3 separate regions of the Mus musculus genome follow, and regions 2 and 3 are each linked to region 1. The links are chromatin contacts, called in public promoter capture Hi-C maps. All regions are on one chromosome and are shown on one strand. Each heading gives the region's core, a stretch centred on a gene start, on an enhancer-like site or on the middle of the called end of the contact. The rest is flanking DNA. Distances are from core to core; before and after follow the strand shown. Region 1 holds the start of Rem2 (rad and gem related GTP binding protein 2). Region 2 holds the start of Slc7a8 (solute carrier family 7 (cationic amino acid transporter, y+ system), member 8). Region 3 holds the start of Homez (homeodomain leucine zipper-encoding gene).

Evidence for each region. Promoter capture Hi-C pulls out the DNA fragments that hold promoters and counts their contacts.
Region 2: a promoter capture Hi-C map of embryonic stem cells shows a contact between it and region 1, with 2.4 times the contacts expected there. The contact joins the promoter of Slc7a8 here to the promoter of Rem2 in region 1. A contact is called at or near these places in 3 of 39 promoter capture datasets (embryonic stem cells, neural stem cells and stem cell-derived epiblast-like cells), 1 of 484 Hi-C or Micro-C datasets (uterus), 1 of 115 datasets of contacts at active chromatin or transcription factors (embryonic stem cells) and 1 of 9 other capture datasets (liver).
Region 3: a contact with region 1 is called in a promoter capture Hi-C map of cranial neural crest. The contact joins the promoter of Homez here to the promoter of Rem2 in region 1. A contact is called at or near these places in 1 of 39 promoter capture datasets (cranial neural crest) and 3 of 484 Hi-C or Micro-C datasets (Th1 cells and embryonic stem cells).

The regions. Positions count from the first base shown.
Region 1 is chr14:54,474,498-54,478,591 of GRCm38.p6, forward strand. It overlaps Rem2 (rad and gem related GTP binding protein 2), which reads left to right and starts at 1,603. Exons shown (of 5, transcript NM_080726.3): 1 at 1,603-1,877; 2 at 2,974-3,318; 3 at 3,531-3,604. The coding sequence starts at 1,775.
Region 2 is chr14:54,780,373-54,784,217 of GRCm38.p6, forward strand. Slc7a8 (solute carrier family 7 (cationic amino acid transporter, y+ system), member 8) reads right to left here and starts at 1,514. Exons shown (of 11, transcript NM_016972.2): 1 at 808-1,514. The coding sequence starts at 955. It also overlaps a transcript of Rnf212b not described here.
Region 3 is chr14:54,861,733-54,865,419 of GRCm38.p6, forward strand. It overlaps Homez (homeodomain leucine zipper-encoding gene), which reads right to left and starts at 2,426. Exons shown (of 2, transcript NM_001177705.1): 1 at 2,209-2,426.

The DNA.
Region 1 (4,094 bases), core at 353-2,852:
CGTGGTGCCTTTAATCCCAGCACTTGGGAGGCAGAGGCAGGCGGATTTCTGAGTTCGAGGCCAGCCTGGTCTACAAAGTGAATTCCAGGACAGCCAGGGCTACAGAGAAACCCTGTCTCGAAAAAAAAAAAAAAGGCTAAGGAGCACTTATAAAAACCTATGGTTACCAAGGTCACCGCTCCAAGTATACATCTATTACAGAATATACTTTGTATAGCAAACTTATGAATAAAATAAGAATCACATTGGTTTCAGTTGTCAAAGTGACTCCCGGGAAGAGGAACCTAAATTGAGGAGTCACCTCTGCCAGATTAGTCTATGGCCATGTCTGTGGGGCATTTTCTTGGTTGCTAGTTGGTATGGGGTCCTGGCCCACTGTAGGCAGTGCTACTCTGGGCAAGGGCCCTGAACTATATAAAGTCAGCCAAGTGATCCAGACTCGGCAGGATTTCTGGCCAAGCTCCTTTCTTGTGTTCCTGCCTTGGCTTCCCCTGATGGTGCTCTCTAGCCCGTTAGCCAAATAAACCCCTTCCTGCCAAGTTTGTTTCTAGGTTTTATCACAGCAATAGAGAAGCAAACCAGAACAATAGGCTATGAGTGGAAACTGAAGGGGCTGTAGAGTTAAGAGCGTGCGTTCTGTAGACCCCTTCAGATCCTGCTCAAGGGCTGATCACCAGGGAAGTGGTACTACAACATATTCTCAGAGTTACTTGTAGTTTCTTCCATGGGAGAAGTTCACGGAGAATGGCAAAATATATCACCAATTAAAAAAGGTTGCGTGTATTTATGAGAACACAAGCCACTTTGTTTAGAGACCGTGGGTTGTCTAGGCATTGGGAATCTAAAGGTGGCAATCATACAAAGTGACACTTTGCAAGAATGCTTTGGGGACAGGCCAACCACCAACCCTTCTAAACCTTAGTTATGAAAAGGAAGAGAGATACTTGGCAAAATAGGGTGAAGCAGAGAGGCACGGTGTGTGCAGAAGGAGGCTGCCGGGAATGGGGACCCAAGAGAAAAGGAAGCTGGGTAGACAAGGAACAGTCAAGGAGTTGCCGGTTCTGGCTTCCCATAGATTAACCCTGGCTGTGCTGGCCTAGCGGTGAAGGCGAAACGAAGCTGCACAAGGAGGCTTCCCTTCCTCAGAGCTCTCATCTGCCTGAGGACTTTTGTAGCTCCTGAAGAGGCCGAGTGAAGGACCTAGACAGTAGGGTGGCCATTCTCCAGCTTCACATCCCTTGATTCATTTCTGTCTTTCCATTTAGTCTTTAGTCGTCTGTCACACTCTTTAGCCACTGAGCACCCACCCTAAGCTGGACGATGGGGTGGGGGCTGGAAACAACAGACAAGGTTTATAGTCTTGGACACTGGAGCAGAAGTCCTCTGGCTCTCAGGGTCCCTGCCTCCTGCCACTCTCAACTCCTTTATCTGCAGCCCCCTGCCTCCACACCGCCCTCTGAAACCTTTTCTTCCGTCCCCCTGACTGCTCTGTTCTGCCCGTATGCCAAGCTGTGCCTATGCAGGGAGTATGCTCCCAGAGGGAAGTGACACAAAGAAAAAGGAGGGAGACAGAAGGAGGGAATCCCGCTTACATCACTGCTCATTAGCATATGTGACCTCATCAGGAGGCGGGACAATTTCCCCAGGTGTCTGGAGCGGGGAGGGGTGGGGAATATGATGGGGGGGGGCAGTATTTAAAGGGAAAAGCTGACAGTGCTGCTGAGTGAGGAACCGGTGCTCTGAGCCGCTGGGCTGCACTCGCACATGCACGCCGATGCACACGGACCTTGACACCGACATGGACATGGACACAGAAACCGTAGCACTTTGTTCTTCCAGCAGCCGCCAGGCCTCCCCACTGGGGACACCCACACCAGGTGAGGGCTAAGGGGAGTAGGATGTGGCTAAAGCTGTGGGTGGGGGAGCTGAAGCTTTGGTGGGAAGGTCTGGGCAGGATCCAACGAGAAGGGAAGAGCAAATGCGGCAAGGGAGACCCCTGCACTTTTGAGGTCCGGACGGCCAAGGGGAAGGGGGAAAGCTGCCAGGGTGCCCCTCCCCCAACGCTCCCAGGGCTTCGCCAGAGAAACTGGCACTTGGCCCCTAGGTTAACCTCAGCCCTGTTAGGCAGAGCCTGCCAGAAGGGAAGGGGGAAGAAAAGAAGCAGCCCACAAACCTAGGAATCCCCAGCTAAGGGGGCTTCCCTGGGGACCTGTTGTAAGGGCTTCTTCTAGCTCCATCGTTGGCTGCCTGCCAAATATTGATCCTGTGCTATTTATAGCCTCGCTCCATCCCCCTTTGTTGTGTCTGTTGTTGTTCCTCTAGTTACCCCAACCCCTGAATTGTCATCCTCCTCACACACACTCTCCACCGCTACCTCCCCACGAACACAACATTGTCTCCCACTCGCCAGGACAGGCAAGGATCCAGGAGGATTCTCTCTCACACACAAACACTCACGCATGCGATGCTCACCTACCTACGGGGACACAGGAAACAGTACGCTCCCCTTCTTTAGCCCTCCTCCCCCAGACCTAGAAATAAGGTCCCTGCGGAGTTTCTGATTCTGCCTACACCTGCCAGTCTGGGACTGGGGTGCAGGAAGAAATAGGAGGCAGGGCCCATTAGAGGGAAGATATAGCTTCCCAACTCACTAGGCCTAATGTAGGGGCGTGCCTATGACGGTGTAAGGTGTGAGTGGTGTGTAACCCTGTGCACAGGACCTCCCTCAGTGACACAAGTTTTGATCATGTTGTGGCTAGGATCAACATGGGAAACTATCATGCCAGCGCCTTGAAAGTTCATTGCTTTTGAGTTTCAGGGGAATTTTTAGTGCACAAGGCTAGACTAATGACTCTCAGCTCTTTTGGGGTCACGCTCTTTATCTGGGTGTAGCTGAAGAAGCAGCCTGAATTAACCGCTCATCCGATGTCTAGATATATCTCACCCATGGCTTCCTTCTCTCCCCCTCCCTAGAAGCAGATACTACACTTCTGAAACAGAAGCCAGAGAAACTGTTAGCAGAGTTGGACCTGAGCGGGCCTCCTCCTGCTCCTGGGGTCCCCAGACGAAGAGGAAGCATGCCCGTGCCCTACAAACACCAGCTGCGGCGGGCCCAAGCTGTAGATGAACTTGACTGGCCACCCCAGGCCTCCCCCTCTGGCTCCTCTGACTCCTTGGGCTCAGGGGAGGCAGCCCTTACCCAAAAAGATGGCGTCTTTAAGGTCATGCTCGTGGGGGAGAGTGGCGTGGGCAAGAGCACTCTAGCGGGCACTTTTGGAGGTCTCCAGGGAGACCATGCTCACGAGATGGAGAACTCAGGTATTCAGGGGCACCCTGGAGGGCTCTAGTCAGGCATGAAAGTGTTTGCATTGTGAACAGTCCCTGGAGGACAGAATCTAAGAGAAATTTCTCCATTGCTTTCTATGAAGTTTGCCTGGAGGCGACTCCCTAATGTCAGGAGGTGTTCCTGGACACCAGGTCTCACACGTGTTGGGGAATCTCCTCATGTTTTCTTCCTTCTTTCCCAACAGAGGACACCTATGAGAGACGGATCATGGTGGACAAAGAAGAAGTGACTTTAATTGTTTATGACATCTGGGAACAGGTGAGGACTAAGATGTGTCTGACTCTGCAGGGACTGGGGAAGAGCAGTCTGGCTGAAGCTGCTGGCATTACCCATCCTGGCTCCAACCATGGCTAGCAATGACTCTGCATTACCACATCTCAAGGGGGAAAGGCCCACCTTGGCAGGCCTATCTTGGCTCAGAGCTGTGATACCCACCATTTTCCTAGGACCTTTTGGCTCAGACAAAAGTTAGAATCTGAATTTGACAAACCCTTCTGTTACAAGTCAGGTTAATTACACAGAAACTGACCCATTCATAAATCTGATGTGACAGGACCGGAGGTCTCTGTGGTCTCAGTAAAGGGAGAAATGTGCAGGGGCTTCTGAGTATAATAGCTCTATGTGGAAAGAAGAGGCTACACTCTGTTACTTTTAAAAATTTATCTATCTATCTATCTATCTATCTATCTATCTATCTATCTATTTATTGTTCTTTATCACAACACTCCCTTTGCCTTAGCTTGCTGTG
Region 2 (3,845 bases), core at 264-2,763, 310 kb after region 1:
TCCAAGCCAGAGCACACATTTCACCCATGAATTCCTCCTGTACCCCACAATCTACCACCTCCCAGTTCCCGCTAAGAACCTCACAGGGTCTTCTGTGGGTGTTAACAGACAGGCGCCCCCAACTAGGTAACCAGAAAAAAACAAAAAACAAAAAAACAAAAACAAAAAAACCTGGAAAACTCCATTTCAAGAACACAGTCAAGTCAGCTGGTTCTCCCTTCCATATTTTCCTCATCTGAGACAGCTCGGCTGTCACATCTGTTTCACAAGTGCTTCATAGGATGGGCCAGCCTATGAAGAACCATGATTATAAAGCATTTTTATTACTGTTTTTTTACTATTCGAGGCATTACACACCACAGTGCTTCATAACATAAGACAACATAATACTAAATATGCTTCAAACACAGATTCACAGCCTGCAGAGGGTGGCTGCACAGAAGCTAGTTAAAAATCCATGTGTCAGCCCGAATTAGGCTCTCCTGGATCAGAACTGCCTAGTGACAAGCCGGAAAGAATTTGTTACACTTCTAATAAATTCCCAGGCAATACTTGGGACGCAGAGCCTGTATGGTTCCTGACTCTTGTTTGTTCTATTCTAAGGAGAGAACAGCTCAGCCTGGCTTGGCTGAAGCGATGTATGACAGACATCACTTCCATAGCTCCGACTTGACCGGTGCAGTTGGACAACACAAGTCACAGACAAAGCAAAGCTGCCTTTGAGGCTTTGGCGGGGTTAAAGTCCCTCGAAGGACCCCCGGAGAGAGGGTGGGATGGCGCCGGGGGCCGCAAAGGACCTGGACTCACCTACAATGATACCACAGGCGCTGACCAATCCGATCTCTTTCTTCAGGGCTACTCCGCCCCCTCCCGAGCTAGCCTCGGCCTCAGGGCTGGTGTCAGAACCCGGGTGGTTCTTCGCGGTGTTGTTTCGCTGGCGGGCTCCCTTTTCCATCTTTCTCCGTAGGGTTCCGACCACCCAAAGCGAAAAAGAGCAGTCTTTTTCTAAACGCTCGTGCGTGTAAACGTATAGATATGTGGAAAAACAGAGTTTCCAATTAGAACGCCCTTTTCCGAAAACAGAGTGCGCTCCTACCCTCTAAAAGTGACAGCAAATGAGAGTCACACGTGTCACTGCCTAACAAACAAGGGCCGTGTTTTTAAATGGAAGGCAAAGAATATATATATATATAAATACAAAAATAGAACTGTACCAGCGACTCCAGCTGGAATTCTCCGGAAAGCGTTTATCTTCAGAAGCCCAGGATCGCTCTGCTCGGTGTACCGGGCGGCGGCTTGCTCTGGTCAGGATTTCCCTGCAGCCCTCCTAATGAAACAGATCGCCTCCACCTTCCCTTAAGTCTCTTCTACGATGAGGGTAAAAGTAGTTCTTCTTAGCTGAGGGAGCGGAGGAGGAGCCGTGCTCAGGTACTTTCTTGCTCGCCGGCTCTGGATCAGGTTTCCACCTGCTGCGGTCGCCCCTTCCTTCTCGCCCTTGTCGGCTCCGAGCTCCGTGCTCACTCCGCAGATCGCTCCATCTGTGAGGGCAGGGTGGCTGCTGCGCTCGCGAATGTGCTTCCCTTTCGGCTGCGGCGTTTATTTGCGGACCGAGGCTCCGCCCCCCACCTCCTCCATCCTTAAGCCGCATCTCCTCCCTCTTCTTCTATTTAATTATTAGTACCCCCTACCCCCAAAGATCACGGAGGAAGGGGCTTAAAACATTTTCTTTTCTTTTCATAGTGGGAGCAAGGGAAGGGTGGGCCGCAGGGGGAAGTCACTAGCCAAGGCTTCATCTCAGGTCGCACAGCATTTGTGAACTCTATAAGGGCACACGGTTCTGCGGGCTTCTAATGCCTTCAGAAACACACTGGCCAGTGTACTAAGATGTTTAGGTGTGGATCATTTGAGGACAAGGTCGAGAAAGCTGCAGAGATATTGCCATCAAGCTGTTTCATGAAATAGGGGGTGGTTTTGGTGTGTGTGGGGGGGGGCAATGTGGAAGAACTTTAAGCTGAAGAGTTTCTTTTAGGGACTGTCATGAAAGCTAAATAAAATTATGAAGAATATGGGGTAGTTGCAACGTTTTTCCGAAGCAGGATAAGGAGGATTCTGGCCTGCCCCATGACCCCTAATATTTTATCACAAATTATTTGAACTTCAGACAGGAGGTCGTGAGCCCCTCACCGATCATGAAACAGACGTGTTGATGCTAAGAATGGTAATGGTTAAGAATATTAACATTGCACCCCCATTTCCTTGAAGAATGTAATTCAAAACAGTTGCTCCACCTCAAGAACTGTGTCTATTTCTAACTGTAAAGTGCTTTGAAGAAAACAACAACAACAAAACAACCATGAAACAATATTATAGACCATGCTGAAAAACTAAAGTTTTTTTTTACATAGTCTATACAAAATGATTTGATTTTAAAATGAGTCTAAAAAATAAAATTCCAAAGGGCCTGGTGGCACACACATCTTTAATCCGAGCACTTGGGATGCAGAGGCAGGCAGATCTCCTTGAGTTTAAGGCTAGCCAGAGGTCCAAAGTGAAATTCTGTCTCAATAAGACAAACTAAATTCCCCAATCTGACCACTAATTACGCAAATTTGGCTTCACTCATTTTTTTAAGAAAAACACTAAAAAACTTGGACTTTTCAAGAAAATAAAAAAGTTAAGCCCTTTAGGAATGGGGTTGGCTAAGCTATCTAGAACGGCTCTTCCGGATAGGGTAAAGTCCAGACAATGAACGGTCTCCCTTCCCGCCTGCCCCTTGCTCACCCTACTCAGCAAGTATCAAGAGGTTTCAAAGGTTGAGATCTCAACTCCTTCTCCTTTTGCTGCTCTAAGATACAGCAGATTGAAAGCCTCAGCAAAAAGAGAAGAGAGTGGGGGATCGTGTAAATCATTTTCAACAGAGAAAACAGACAAGGTTGGGCTAGATAGCACAAGACTCCCAGGGAGGAAGTGAGGGGACATGGAGGAAAGTGAATTGTCTCTGGTCTTTTTTTAAACAAGCTTAGGAAGCACACGGGGACATTTGATGGTTTCATTATTAAGCAAATCCAATTTGAAGACTTCTGCCCAGATCGCAACATCAAGGGATAAAACCTTTCTGCTTCTCAAATGTGAGTTCTTTCAGTGATACTTTGTCGTTTCCATTTAGATGGCGCAGGCTTAGTGTGTGATGGATTTGGGAATCTCTCCAGAAAGGTGTGCAAACACAGAGTAATGTGCAAGCCTCCAGATCTGAGAAGTTGGAAAATAAAGACAATTACAAGTTCTATAAATCTCGAACCAAACAGATTTGGGGGTGGGTGGGTTCAGTGTGGCACCGAACGGGAAAGGGAGGCTTGTTAAAAACTGATATTTTTGTTTCTTTAGTATTTGGGATTTATGAGTGGTTTGCAGCTGCTTATTGATGGTGAGATATGAAATCTAGAAAATGGATCTCCCTCTTCACAGGGGCCTTTCATTCTTACTATGTCTCTAGGCTGGTGACGTTATCATGGCATAAATGCTGCGTGCCTCAAAAATCCATACAGCTAGTATTGGTCACAAGAAAGAAAGATGTCTCAGTGTAATTCGTCGAGAAAAATTTGTGAAAAAAATTAATGGACATTCCTTATATTTTGGTTACTCAATTCGCAGATCTGGTCCTCATCCATCTTTGTGTTCTAACTTTCCTTTTTGAGTTTAAACACTGCTGTACAACTTTCCTGAACAATGTCTCATTTCCCCCTCTCCATCAGTTTTGAGCCAGGGTCTGGCCTTCACCTCACTATATAGATAAGGCTGGCCTTGAACTCAGAGTGATCTGCCCACCTCTGCCTCCCAAGTGCTGA
Region 3 (3,687 bases), core at 1,176-3,675, 390 kb after region 1:
ACTTCTTTGAGAATCAGATAAAAATCATAGAGCTTTGGGCTGGAGAGGTGGCTCAGCACGGGCTCAGTTCCAAGCACCCATATTAGGTGACTTATAGCCACCTGTAACTCCAGTTTCAGGGGATCCAAAGCCCTCTGGTTTTCATGGGCTTTATTGTACGTAGTAAACACAAACACAGACACACACAAATCAATCTTTTTTTTTTATGAGTCAGACTTTCCAAAATGTGTAACTTAAAAATGTATGCCCAATGTCACACTTGCACACACCAATGCCAAGAGGTCACCTTCAGATCTCTGTTTTATAAGTCTTCCTGACTTAATGAAGGCAGTGCGATAGCTGACTTAAAAGTGAACAAGCAACTTAATGAAAATGAATGGAAAGAGTGGGAGACAAGAATAACGGCTGCCTAGAAGGGACAGGGTATTTGTGGTACCAGATGGGATGGGAAAGATGCTAAATGGTTCAAGTGACCCACTAGATTACATACATGATCAATATCCAGTGTCCTGGATACTCAAGGTTAGCTAGTATCTAGTACAACACACTGGCTTGCTTGAAACAGTGTGCTTCTCCAACTGTTTATGCCCCCACACAGTTGCCCATTTCTGGGTCATATCTGGGTATCTATAATAACATAATTAAAACATCATGCAAATCTATGAAAATGTGGAAGCTAAGACATCTCAGCATGCTGAGGCAGGAGGATCGCAAATTTGAGGCCAGCGTGAGCAAAACTGTATAAACACAAAAATTAAATGTTTTGGAGAACTAATTCAAGAATATGTATTAAAACCCTGCCCAGTTAGGAGAGGGCAAGGCGACTGTGGAAGAGTGACGTATGTTCCAACTCAGATAGCTTCCAAAGGTCCAATCTCACTTCACTTTAAAGAAAGCCTAACTGGAAATAACATAATCAAAGTGAGTAGCTCTCTCCTAGAGTGGCATACTAGAATTACCTGAGAAACTTAAAAGGCCACCTCCGTCCCATGCTCTTCTGATTAATGGACTGGGACATAGGCATTCATAGTTTTTTTAATTATTTCTTTTTCTTTTTTTTAATTAGGTATTTTCCTCATTTACATTTCCAATGCTATCCCAAAAGTCCCCCATACTCTCCCACCCACCCACCCCCACTTTTTGGCCCTGGCATTCCCCTGTACTGGGGCATATAAAGTTTGCAAGTCCAATGGGCCTCTCTTTCCTGTGATGGCAGACTAGGCCATCTTTTGATACATATGCAGCTAGAGTCAAGTGCTCCGGGATACTGGTTAGTTCATGATGTTGTTCCACCTATAGGGTTGCAGATCCCTTTAGCTCCTTGGGTACTTTCTCTAGCTCCTCCATTGGGGACCCTGTGACCCATCCAATAGCTGACTGTGAGCATCCACTTCTGTGTTTGCTAGGCCCCGGCATTCATAGTTTTAAAAGTTCTCAGTGTGCAATTAATACTAAAAAGAGGAGTTAAACAATACACTAAAGACTGGTAATATTTATTTTCAATTGTAAGGTTTAGGATAATTCATGTATCTTAGTTTTTTGATTTCTGGCTTTTGCAACTACTGCTGTCTACCTATCCTAACAATATAAATGGATTTGAGACATGACTAAGAGTTCATAATATGCATCGATCTTGGCCCACACTGATTTTCAGACAAGTCTCAAGCTTGAGTTTTCTTCCAGCTGACAAGTCTGAGTTGCAACACCAGGAACCTGTGAGGCCTTTTCGTTTTCCGGTTGGTGGGGCACAAGAGTCGGGGGCCAGTTGTGGGTTTTTTCCTTTTAACCTTTCATTACCAAATGGCACTGCTCCCTATAAGTGAGGTCTAGTTGTAAATGCCTGTTGAGGTCGCCAGGAGGTAGTCATGGGGACAGGGGAAGCCCGGGAGGCATCTGAAGGGCCCGGAACTGGGTCAGAGAACAAAAAGTTTCAAGTACATGGGGCGGTCAGCTCCAGGAGGCAGGTGAACCTGCATCCTCACAGAGGGCGTCCCGACCCAACCTTTCCCATCCCCCCACTACACACACTCCTTAGCCTCCCCCAGTTACAACAACACAGATTCGAAAGTCCAGGGGAGGAAAGAGGGACAGAACCCGACGACTTCCAACGGAGGATTCTCCTCCCACCACGAGGATGGGGCTCTGAGGGTCGGAGGTTTCGCACCGGCCGGGAGGCAGGCCCAGGGGCTGGGGGGGTCGGTCACTCACCACGGCGCGGCCCCGGGCGGCGGCTCCCAGCCTCGCACTGCGGGCCGGGGCGGGAAGGGGGAAGAGGACAGAGGATCCAAGAGGGCGAGGGGCTGCGGCACGCCCGGCTCCTGGCGCCACGCAAAGCCCTGGACCGCCGCTGCCCCCTACCCCTGGACCGAGGCGCTCCGCCCCTACCAGTGCGGCGCGGAGGCGGAGGCGGAGCCGAGGTCCGGATTGGTGGGCGGGCTGATGCACAACGTACTGGGTCCGCCATTGGCTGCGTGGGTCCCAGCAGAGGTCCGCGATTGGCTGCGGAGAACCGGTCAGTGTAGGCGCGTGGGGCTGGGAACATGTCTTCCTGGACTCGGCGTCTGCAGTGGACCTCTGCATCCTGTGGTCCTTCCAAAGTTCTTTACTGAACTGGCCCCCGGTCCCGCAGGAAGGCCCTCGGAAGACCTTTTAAAACATCTACCACCAGTCAAACTGGAGCACAAGCGCTACCAGCAGCGGCAGCCGTGACGAAACGCTTAAAACCACGGAGAATGCGCACAAGAAGGATCAGATGTTTAGCCCCCAGAAAGACGAGCATCTTAAGTACCCAGGACTTCGGTCACTTTTGAGGTCAATGTGGCGAAAGTATTCTCAGTGACGAAATACTCTGGGATTCGCTGTTAGGGTGTAGTAAGATGTGCTGTTCACTAAACCATACTCTCCATACTTGGGGGTACAAAGTTCTCAACCAAATTTAGAATATTTAGGATTTCCCATTGTACTTGGAAACAGCACTTCTGAAGTGACTTGTGTTGTTGACATTTGAAGCTCAATCTTGGTTATTTGGGTCACTTTTTTTTTTCCCCCGAGACAGGGTTTCTCTGTATAGCCCTGGCTGAAAGGCAATATCAGCCGAGCAGTGGTGGCACATGCCTTTAATCCTAGCACTTCAGAAGCAGAAGCAGGCGGATTTCTGAGTTCGAGACCAGCCTGGTCTACTGAGAAACCCTGTCTCAAAACAAAAAAAAAAAAAGAGGGCTGGTGGGTAAGAGCACCCGACTGCTCTTCCAGAGGTCCGGAGTTCAAATCCCAGCAACCACATGGTGGCTCACAACCATCTGTAACAAGATCTGATGCCCTCTTCTGGTGTGTCTGAAGACAGCTACAGTGTACTTACATATAATAAATAAATAAATCTTTAAAAAAAAAAAAAGAAAGAAAAGGGCAGTATCAGTCTTTGCTTGTATTCTCAGACCTCACCGTCGACTCTTCCTTACCTACTGTCACATGAACTCAAATGGAGGCTGAAAAGATGGCTCAGGGGTTAAGAGCACATGCTACTCTGACAGAGGACCTGAGATAGATTCCCAGCACCTATATCACAGTCAGCTGTACCTCCAGCTCTATCCGGTCTGAAGCCCTCTTCTAGACCTTGTGTGAGCGTGTGCGCTGACACTGTCCCATGTTGTTGCCCCCACCCCCCCATACGTTTAAAAAATAAATCTT